Regions from separate parts of the Neogale vison genome. Here region 1 is linked to region 2. The links are chromatin contacts, called in public Hi-C maps. All regions are on one chromosome and are shown on one strand. Each heading gives the region's core, a stretch centred on a gene start, on an enhancer-like site or on the middle of the called end of the contact. The rest is flanking DNA. Distances are from core to core; before and after follow the strand shown. Region 1 holds the start of ZNF326 (DBIRD complex subunit ZNF326). Region 2 holds the start of LRRC8D (volume-regulated anion channel subunit LRRC8D).

What was found. A called contact is a pair of places that touch in the nucleus more often than the background predicts.
Region 1: a Hi-C map of muscle shows a contact between it and region 2, with 5 times the contacts expected there. The contact joins the promoter of ZNF326 here to the promoter of LRRC8D in region 2. A contact is called at or near these places in 2 of 3 Hi-C or Micro-C datasets (fibroblasts and muscle).

What each region holds. Positions count from the first base shown.
Region 1 is chr2:76,636,567-76,641,763 of ASM_NN_V1, reverse strand. ZNF326 (DBIRD complex subunit ZNF326) reads right to left here and starts at 1,442. Exons shown (of 12, transcript XM_044238655.1): 1 at 1,295-1,442. The coding sequence starts at 1,310. It also overlaps the pseudogene LOC122899144.
Region 2 is chr2:76,455,669-76,460,844 of ASM_NN_V1, reverse strand. It overlaps LRRC8D (volume-regulated anion channel subunit LRRC8D), which reads right to left and starts at 3,204. Exons shown (of 3, transcript XM_044238651.1): 1 at 3,009-3,204.

The DNA.
Region 1 (5,197 bases), core at 193-2,692, 180 kb before region 2:
ACTCAGTCCAACCAAAACAAACAAAAACATCAGTGTGCTACTCTTAAGAGCTGAACTTCCTATTTGAAAGTAATTTAAAAGGATTCAGAAAAGGGTTATTCTAGTATCCTTTCACATACTTAGATTTGGCCGCTTTAATTCTTTGTGGCATGAAATCAAATCAAAGATCAAAAGATCATCTGGTCAGACTCACATGCTGAGATCACACTAACTACAATGTTCTTAAAGAAGATTGGGTTTTGGCTGGGTATGTGACTTACAACTAGTTAGTCGATCTGTTTTATTAGAAATGTCTGGCTACTCAGGATTAAGTCCAGTTTAACCATTCAAACCCTTCTTCCCCTTCCCTAATGCTGTCATGAGGGACGCATTCTGACGCCGATTCCTATAAAAGTTAGGCAAGTTCCGAAGACAAGATGAAGACCAAATTAATTTTACTTTGTGAGCCCGTGAAAATGGTTTACAGAACCAGCGTGAGAGACGACTGAAAGGCATTGCTGAATTACAGCTGATTTAAACGGTAAGTCTAACCCAGGCGGCTGGGCACAGAACCGAATTTGAAGGGCATGGGATGCTGTGCCAGAATTCTGACTAACTTAAGTCCCATCCATACACAATCCAGAAGAAAAATGCTTTGGTTCACAGAAGTATTTCAGATTAGGGATTAACGACCAGATAATTCTGGTGGATAAACATCCTAGCTTGCCAACGGGTAACAAACAGCCTATTTCCATTCTGTACAGAGATCTACCTGTACTTGTCACGTACAGACGCCCTTTAAACTCAGCTTAAACGAAGCCAAGAAACCTCACTGTGATCGGGCCTCTGAAAATTGCTAAGAAGCCACCGGGTAGAGGATTTACGAAACGGACGAGCTGGGTCGCCGCCCCGTGGGGCGCACGCGAGACGAGGCGGGGGAGGCCCCACTCTCCTCTCTGCCCGACACCGAGGAACTGGAGGCGCCGGGGCAATTTCCACGCACCGCGGCCGGGGCCAGTCCGGGACGCGAGTCCGGGCCCCACTCCGGAGGCCGTGGCGCTTTGGGCGCGCCCTTCCCCGCACCGAGGCCGGCACGGAACTCCCAGGTCTCCGGCGGCAGTGGGCGCCGGGCCGGCGAGACAGGGCGCGCGGGTCCCCACACAGGCCGATTCCGGGCACTGGGCCCGCGGCGGGCGGGCGGCCTCCGGGCCCGCAGAACAAAGCCCACACGGCCATCTTGAGACCGTAAACAGACCCCCGGGGCGGCCACCCCGCCTCCCGCCCGCCGCGGCGACCAGCCAGAAGCTCTGCTTACCGTCCTCGAAGTCCATGGCGGAGGCTCGGGGCTCACCGGCTCGGCGGCGCTAGGCAGAACTGTGGCAGGCGGCGAACACCCGGGACCCGCGGTTCCACACGACCAGTCCGCGCGACCGAAAGCGGCGCTACCGGCCCGGGAGCCGCAGGCCACAGTGAGGCGGAGGGGCGGGGCCGGCCGGCGCTGCCAGCGGCAGCAGCGCGGCCTGCGATTGGTTGGCGCGGGCTGGTGGGCGGACTCTCGAGTGGGGGCGGGAAGCAGGTCGGCTGTCACGCTCCAGGGTGCTGACCCTCTCCGAGCGTCGGAGGAGGAAGGAAGGTGGAAAGAGGAGCGCGGAAGACTGAGTGGGGTCACGGGAAAGAGAACTGGGTGTTCGGGAAATTCTGGCGGCGGCCCGCCATGTTTGATCCTGGCAAGAGCGAAAGGATTGGATCGGAGTACCTTCCTCCTGCCCAAACTAATAAACCACGTGCCGACCTTTTGCTTTTTATTGGCTGGTGACGACTGTGCAGAAAATGTTAAAGTACTTAACGGGTTTTTTGCTGTGGAGAGGCATAAGTCCCGGACGATTTTGACAACTGTGTGAGCCGAGGAGAACAGACTGCTGAATAGGAAATAATTATACGGGAATGATCCAAGACAAGTTATTACCAGTTTCTGAATTTTAAGGTGCAAAATAAAAAGGGGCTGTAAAATTTCAAAGACAGGAAGATTTGTGACAGAAGTCGCCAAGAGCTTGAAGAATGACCATGCACAAACCCTCACACATATTGATATCGTGTTACTGCCACTTTGGAAGTAGTGTTGGGGAAGTGGGCAAAATTATTCACCCCACAGGGCAATATGGAAAAAAAAAATGTTCGTTCTGATTATGCAGCAGCTTAACTCCAGGTTATTTTTTTCTTTCTTTCTTTCTTTTTCTTTCTTTCTTTTTCTTTTTTTTTTTTTTAAGATTTTATTTATTTATTTGACAGAGAGGCAGCTGGAGGGGGAACACAAGCTCGGGAGTGAGAGAGGGAGAAGCAGATCTCCCATTGAAGATGGAGTCGGATGCAGGCTCTATCCCAGGCGGATGCCAAACGACCCAACCACCCTGGCGCCCCTTTCTTTTCTTTTCTTTCTTTCTTTCCTTTTTTTTTTTTTTTTCTTTTGTAGTAGAGCAAATAGTGTCAACAATGGGTTGATCACAAGATGGGAAACCATGAATCAAAACCATTTTCTCTTCTTTAGTCCAATCAGTTGCTGGAACCAAGTTCCATAACAGCAGCCTGTGGAAATAAGACTGGAAAACAAAATTGCAGATACAGTATGTGCATTACTGTAGCCCCAGATCTTCACAGGGCATTGTTTCTTCCTCACCACTTTCCTTCTCCACCCAGATTGATTCACACAGTTCTCCACCCTTATTCTCTTCTTTTTTTATTTTTTTCTCCCTCCTATACATGTTTTCTATTCACCTGAGCTGAACATGTTGAAAACTGAACTCATAATTTTCCTTCTCAAACCTGTTCATCCTCCTCTATTCTTTCATCTCTTTTAGTGGTGTCCTGAACAACCACCCACTAATCCTAGCCGGAAGCCAGCACGATTCATCTCATCAAGACACAGGCTTCTCCCATCCTCCCTCCCCCATCCACACTGAAGTCTTTCATCTGCTTATTACCTCTTAAAATTTCTTAAACCTGTTCCCTTCTCTCCATTTCCACAGCACTACCTACAGTACCTGCACAACTCTGATTCTCTCCCTCTCACACTATTGCTGTAGCTTCCTAAATCATTTTTCTGCCCATTGGCCTTAACCTTCTCAGGCTTCTCAGGGCTGCAGTGTTCTAAACACAAATCTGAACATGTCATCATCATGGGTCTTTATTATGGATTAGGCCAAGGACAAGCTCTGAAACCTAGAGCACGTGCAGCAGGATCTGGCCACTGCCTAAGCTGCCATCTTCCTCCATTTCTCCCTCCTCCTCTCCCATACTGTTTCCTTTTTGGTGAGCAATTTTAAGTCCCCAAACATCCCTACGCTTCTTCATGCCCCTAAACTTTTACTTACGCTTTTCTAGCTGCTTGTTATACCACCCAGTGAATCCTACTCATTCTCAAAACATAGCTTAGAATTTACTTCCTCTAAGAAATGCTCCCACATCCCATCCCCACACACTAGGCCAGTACTTAAATGACTCACCTAACAATCTCATTAAAACTCAGATTCACATTCAGTCAGTCTGGGTTGGAACCAAAGAGTAAGAGTCTGCATTTCTCACAGGTTTCCCAGGAGATGCTGCTGCTGCTGCTGCTGCTGCTGCTGCTGGTCCAACCATACTCGCAGTAGCAAGGCCCTGAGCTAAGCGCTGATAGAACACTATCTCCCTTGCATTAAATACTCTGTTTGGCTTTATGTCTATCCACATTAAAAGCCCCTTGAGCTTAGAACCAAGTCATCTTTGTATCCTAAGTGCTGAGCACATATGTTTATCAAGTCCAAGTGAGCACTCTTGACGTTTTTTACTTTTTTTTTTTTTTTTGGCATCATGGCAAAGGGATGGTTTCTAACCTGTGGTATTCAGGTCTTGTCATGAGTGTAAGGAATAAATAATTGGGTCACTGTTTGTATTTGTGTATTATTTCCATGTGCGTGCATGCGCGCATGCACACACACACACACACACACTTCTTTCTTTTCTGAAAGAGAAAACTGCTGGTCAAGGAACTCCTCACTCCAGAAGAAATCTGGCTTCAGAACAAATACTTGGAGAGCCAGAATACACAGATATCTTCTCCCCATCCTTCCTCTTTCCCAAATAGGAAGTTTCTGACAGAGGTGGCAATACCTTAGTTATCCCACAAGACCTGAGACACCTTGCAATACCTGACAGTCCATCAAGTCATCCCTTAATTTCTGCATCGAACAAATATTGATTGAGCACCAACCATGTGCCAAACATCATTTTCTCCCTTCGTTGTTATCTCCTTCTTATTCCCCAGAAACTATCCAGGCTCCTGGGCCTGTTCCCACTTGCTTAGGCTTAGATTTTTATCCTGAGGGGCCAGTGTTTTGCACAAAGTCTTAGGCCCTTACATCTTCCATTCATTTCGCAATAGCTGGCAAGTTAGTCAAAACCAGACCAGCAAAGCCTATTGGAAAAGAAAAGAGGCTATGTTTTGTTTTGTTTTGTTTTAAGTGCAGAGGTTAAAAGGATATGTGGTGTGAGGTCAAGAGAAGCCTGCAGGGAGAAGGAGGCAATGGGGAGCTACCCCTAAGACCTGATCCTGAGGGAGCTGTCAGAGAAGCCCCACCACCTCCTTCCCTAGAACCGGAGAACTGGGTAAGCGGACCCCCTGAGGATACAGGGGCCTCTGTTCCTCCTCTCCTAAGCCCCCACCCACACACCTTCTGCTCCAGCAACATGGAACCATCTGCTGCTCTCCAGACAAGCCATGCATTTTCACAAGCCCCTGCTCACCTTGTTCTCTCCACTTCTATTGTGGTCCCTCTCCTCCTCTGCCATTCTTCAAGGTTCAATAATCACGGGACCTCTTTTTAAACCCCTTCCCTCCATATCACCTTAATAGCGATTAGCATAGTTGGATTCTTGTAGTGAGTTAGTTATAACCTTGTCTAACTCTTTATTCAGATTCTTCGGAGACCCTCCTTTGTACCATTTTTAGGTGACCTATAGGTAGCACATTGGCACTGTGTGTTAAGGAGAGACAACAAAATCACCACTGAAGAAAAGCCCTAATGAGACTGAAATTAAATGCCCAGAGCTTCATCTGAAAAAAAAAAAAAAAAATCACAGCATCCTATGATTTTATGATTTTGGAGAGTAAGTGACTATGAGGTGACAAAGGGGAGTCCTAATTTCATGATGCTTTCCTGATTTGCTCCAAATAACTCTTTCT
Region 2 (5,176 bases), core at 1,955-4,454:
AACCCTGGCACTACTGACTTTTTGCCAGGATAATTCTTTGGAGTGGGCGACGTCCTGGGCATGGCAGAAGGGATGTTCAGCTACTATCCATTAGATGTCAGTAGCACCTGTCTCCCAGCTAGGACCCCAACCCAAAAACAAAAACAAAAACCCCCCAAAAAACAAACAAACAATGTCTCCAGACATTGCCAAATGTTTGCTGGGAGGCAAAATCACCCCTTGTTGAAAACTACTCTTTTTGAGGCAAATGATTAACACCACTGACCTGTGGTTCAAGTTTTCCACTAACTAGATTCTCCCCACCGTCATCAGTCATGTTCTCTGCTCTAGCCAGGCAAACCTATTTACTATCTGTGACTTGGGACAAAGCTCATTGCTTCCCCTTAATACATGCTCCTTCCCCTTTCCCCAAAGCACACAACACTTTGTTCTGGCTCCAAAAAACCCTTTCCATTCCACTATTCCTTGACATTTAGAAAAAAATAATCCTTTGCTTCTGGTGGTGTCCTCACCCGTACCTGTCTTACTGGCCCTCTATTTGTACATGAATCCTTTCCTTCCTTGTTAAGGAACCGTAGCACCCACTCTGTTTCTCTGTTTGCTGCTGGCGCTCAATAAGTACCGATTGGTATTTCTTAGAATGGCAAACATCAGCTCCAATTACACATGGAAAATACATGAAATCCCTTACCATCTACCATTTCAAGAACATCTGTGATCATGAGTACACAGTCTGAACAAAAGTTTGACTTTTTCATACACAGTGCCAATCTACCTACACAGCTGGGATTGAACCAAGTCTAACTTCCATCATAGAGCTATCAAAACAATTCAGCTACTGGGACAGGACAAACACATCAAAATATTGTGAAATTAATCAAAAAAGCTCAGCACAATATAAATGTTAAGGGGAAAAGGCCAAGTTTTGACCAAGTTTTTAAAAATTCTGTAAACCTCGGCAAGGAGGAAAAGATTCGAAGATGGCTCCATACTTCCCCTGTTCATTGCATCATCCACTAACAGAAGAGACTGGGGGACCGGGTCATCTAAGGACAGTCTCCTCTCCACCTGCTAATGTGTTAAGTTTTAATCAACGAAGTACACACACGCACACCCTCAATAAAAACGAGACAAATCTAAGATCAAATATTCAAATACAAAAGTAAACCAATGCCAATTCATAATTTGGAATCCTTCCCCGCCTTCCCCCCCCAGCTCCAGGGATTACTTAATCATTTTATTGGAGGCTCCCTTCCTAACCTACAGAGATCAAACACTCCAAATTGACTTTGCTGGATCCTTACTTAAGCTCATCTCAGGATCTTTCCTCTCTCGCTTTGGCATTTTAACAGGGTTTCAGTCAACTGGTGTGGAAGACAGGAGAAGCGACAACTCTAGCCCTTTCCTAGCTGATGGTAGATGTTTGGTCAGTATTTGTGGACAATAAAAAAGAAATGTTGTCTAAAGACCTCATTTACCGGTTATGGTGCAGGATTCTTCCCACGGGTTAGTAAAAAACACCAGGTCCCAGAAGCTGGGGGAGGGGGGGTGGGTCTGAATCACTGTCATCCTTGGCACTTAAAAGTGCCCTTTGGTTGTTTTTGAGATAAACAGCCCTCACCATTACTGCAGACAGCAATGCCTTGCCTATCCAGACTCTTCCAAAGTCCAGCAGAGAACACAAAATAGGTGCTCAATAAACGATGCCGGAGTGGAATTTTATTATCAGAGCTAGGGAAAGTTCCCAGGAGTCATCTCTCTTCTTACTCCTGTAGCTCTTTCAAAATAGGTCCTCAGAGCTTTCTCTGCTTAACAAAAAATATTTTTCAAATTCAAGGAAGAGGAAAGGAGAAACTCCGCAAAGCAGAGGAAGCCATGTATGAGTCCAAGAAGCTCAAGTTGGGCCCCGCAGTTGGCTAAGACTCCCCAGTATCTATTCTCCATCTTTCTGCCTACCTCTTGAGTGCTCGCTCCCTATCACCTTTGCGTTTCTTTCTTTCCTGAAACCATACCCCCACACACACCTTCTGCCACACAGCCCCCCAACTGCGTGCCCGTTGGGACCGCAAATCCCCACCTCTTCCTCTACAGCAGGGACCTACCTCTCCTCCCTCGAACCTGCAGCAGCTCTTCTTCACTGCGGCTGGCTTTTTAAGAAACACAAAAACAAAAAACAAAAAACAGCCCACCTAAAGCCAAAACCCTAATTTCTTTATCCCTAAAGGATACCCCAAATTAGGGGGGACATTAAGAGGAAGGCCTCTATCAACCCTCCAGGAAGCAACTTCCCCCAACCCTCCTTCCCAAGCCCCTCGCCAGGATACGAGCAAGAAGTCCAGTTCCCAAGTGCCCACGCCTTCAAACAAGCTAGAAGCGGATTATACCGGTACCCAACCCGGAGATGGCCCGCGGCGGGCAGGGTGCACCTGCGGGCCCCCAGCTCCCTCCCTCCGGCGCGGGGGGCGGGGCGCTGCCCTCATTCCCCGCCCAACCCACCCGGCGCGGGAAGCAGGCGCGGGGGAGGCGTTTCGGGAGAAGTTAAAGGGCTCACCTTCTGGGCTCCGGGCCAGCAAGGCCAGACACCAGACACCCACCTCCGGGAGGAATCGGCGGAGCCGAAACCGGGTCTCCCCGCCCTCCCGACTGCACGGACGGGGGCGAGAGGAGGGAGCGCTCGCGAGGGGGAGCCGAAGAGGGGCAGCCCGCACCCTCCTCTCCCGGGGTATAACGCAGCCGGCCCAGGCGTCCGCGGCGCCTGCCGCTCCAGCTTGCCGGGAGCGGCACAATCTTCCGGGCCGGAGCGGTCGCAGACGGGAGACCCGCGCTACCCCGCGCGCCGCCGGCGTCCCCCCAGTCCCCAGCCCCCGCCCCTCGCTGCGAGTTCCCGGCCGCAGCCTCAGCGCCCGCCGCAGGGCAGGACGCCTGCGCCGGGGAAGGGGCGCGCTTCGCCTCCGGGGCGGCTCCCACTTGCGCGGCCCGGCCACGGCCCCGGGGAGGCGCGCACCAACCTTGGGGGGCAGCCCGAGCAGCCTGGCCGCCGAGCCACGGCTTATGCTGAGGCGGGAGGTGGCGGCATCACCAGCGGCGGGCGGCGGCTGCACCGGGACGCGCCGGGGCGGCGAAGGCGCGCGGCGCCCTGGACCCTGCTCCCGAGGCCCCGCCCGCGGCTGCCACCTCGAAGCGCGGCGGAGGAGCCGGGGCACCACGGGCGGCGGCAGCGGCGGCGACGGGAGCAGCAGCACATGACTCTGTAACGGGGGGAATTAGACAAAGCGTAACATGGACTCCGGGCCCGTGCAGGCGCTGCAGCTCCGGGACCAACCGCAGCCAGCGAGCGCCGCGACTGGCTCGGCCGCAGCCAATGGGGCGGGCCTGGGCCTCCATGTGACAGCGAGCGCTTTCCCCCGGCCGCCCGGCCGCGCCCGCAGCTGGCCGGCCTCACCGGAGGGGGCTGCGCGGCCGGTTGGGTGGCCCAGGATCCGGGACCCGCGGCTAGAGGCTGCAGACGCCAAGCAGGTGCATGGGGCGGGGAAGATCGCTAGTCGCCGAAAGACTTACCTGTCAGGCGCCTACCTGAATACGGCGCCGTGCCAGGCAGCCGCTGTCCCCTGGCAGGAGTGGGGCAAGGTCGGCAACCTTCGCCCTTCCTGGGTCTATCCTTTTGACTCAAACTCTGATATTAAGACCTAACGTGAAAGGCAATGAAATGGTAGGGGGAGAAATTGCGTAAAAGTCATTTAAGCAGCTTCCAACCCGAGGAGAAAGTACTTGCCTCGGATCTGGGGCAGTCACAACTTTATCTTGGCACAAGTAGCTTCCCAGCCTCGTTTATTCCGTCTCTGCTATTAAAGATACATTGGAGAGTCCGTTCTTGTTTTAATCCGACTCTACTCTTTTTTCCCCCATTCTTTTTTGCCAGAATTGTCTTGTGTCTGAAGCAGGCAGATAGATGAAAGGTTGTCCTCTGCAACGAGGTGTTTTCCAACCTGATAGTTTTCCCTCTTGTTTTTGTTTTAAGATCGAAATGGATTTCCCGTCTTTCTCGTGGGTGGGGAGAAGCAGGAATAAAGAAATAGGGCCGGGGGATATTTGGAATTGTTGGTTTATAACAAAGCAAATGGTTCCAGCCAATCCTTCAGTATCTCCTTTTGTCGGAATCCACCCTTTTCTGTGAACAATGGGAAGTTTCATCTGTATCAGGATCCCTCCTTGTCAGCGAATGTTCGATCAGCATTTACTCAGTGTTCGAGTGTTCTTTGTAAACATGCTACACAAAATGCGATGGAGGTACTCAGGAAGATGTGTGTTCGGATACAGCAAGGCCTTAAAAATAATGGTTTTCTAGGGTTTCAGGAAGGGCTTGGGAGAGAAGAGGGGGATAGAATGGACCCTAGCATAGTAAGCCTTTGTGGGTCAGGAATGGAAAGTGAAGAAGGGCAGTCCTGGCAGGGAAGAGTATGAACAGAGGTCCAGAGCACGCTCAAGGGACTGTTCTAGACTAGTTACAACATGACACCAGATTTTGAGCCCTTCTGACCTCTGGCTTTCTCACTTTCCTTGCCCTGCCCCTCACATGCCAGCAGCCTCTCCTATTCCACACACCCAGCCAAGAAGGAGGTGTGTGGGCAGGGGCTGTGTGGTAAGTGATTTAATTACAGTACCAGATTTGCTCATCTGGGAGGTTAGAGCAGTTTTAAAACTGTTAACATCTAGTGGTGTAATATTTTGATTGAAAACACCCCATTATTATAACTAATTTGGAATGTTTTGCTGTTTGTAAAAACACTTTGTTCCATGTTTTGATCTTCCTGGGCTTTAACCCATGATTCTAGATCTGAGAGAAACATGATTTCAAGATTGGTATAAATTGAGAAAAAAAGTAATACTCAGAAAACAGTCAAATGTGGACAAACAGCTATTCACACATGATATACGCATGAGTATAAATTGGGCAAATCCCTTCGGAGGACAGTTTGGCAATTTTGGAAAAAATAAGTATGTGTGCGATTTTTGACCAGGTAATTCCACATCTGGGAATTTATACTTTAGGCTTATATATGCAAAAATGATGTAGTTCAGAAATATTTACAGCTATATATAAAAATGTATGTATAGGCATGTTTGTTGTAGCATTGTTTGTAATAACAAAAACACGTAATAGTGTGTAAATCTAGTA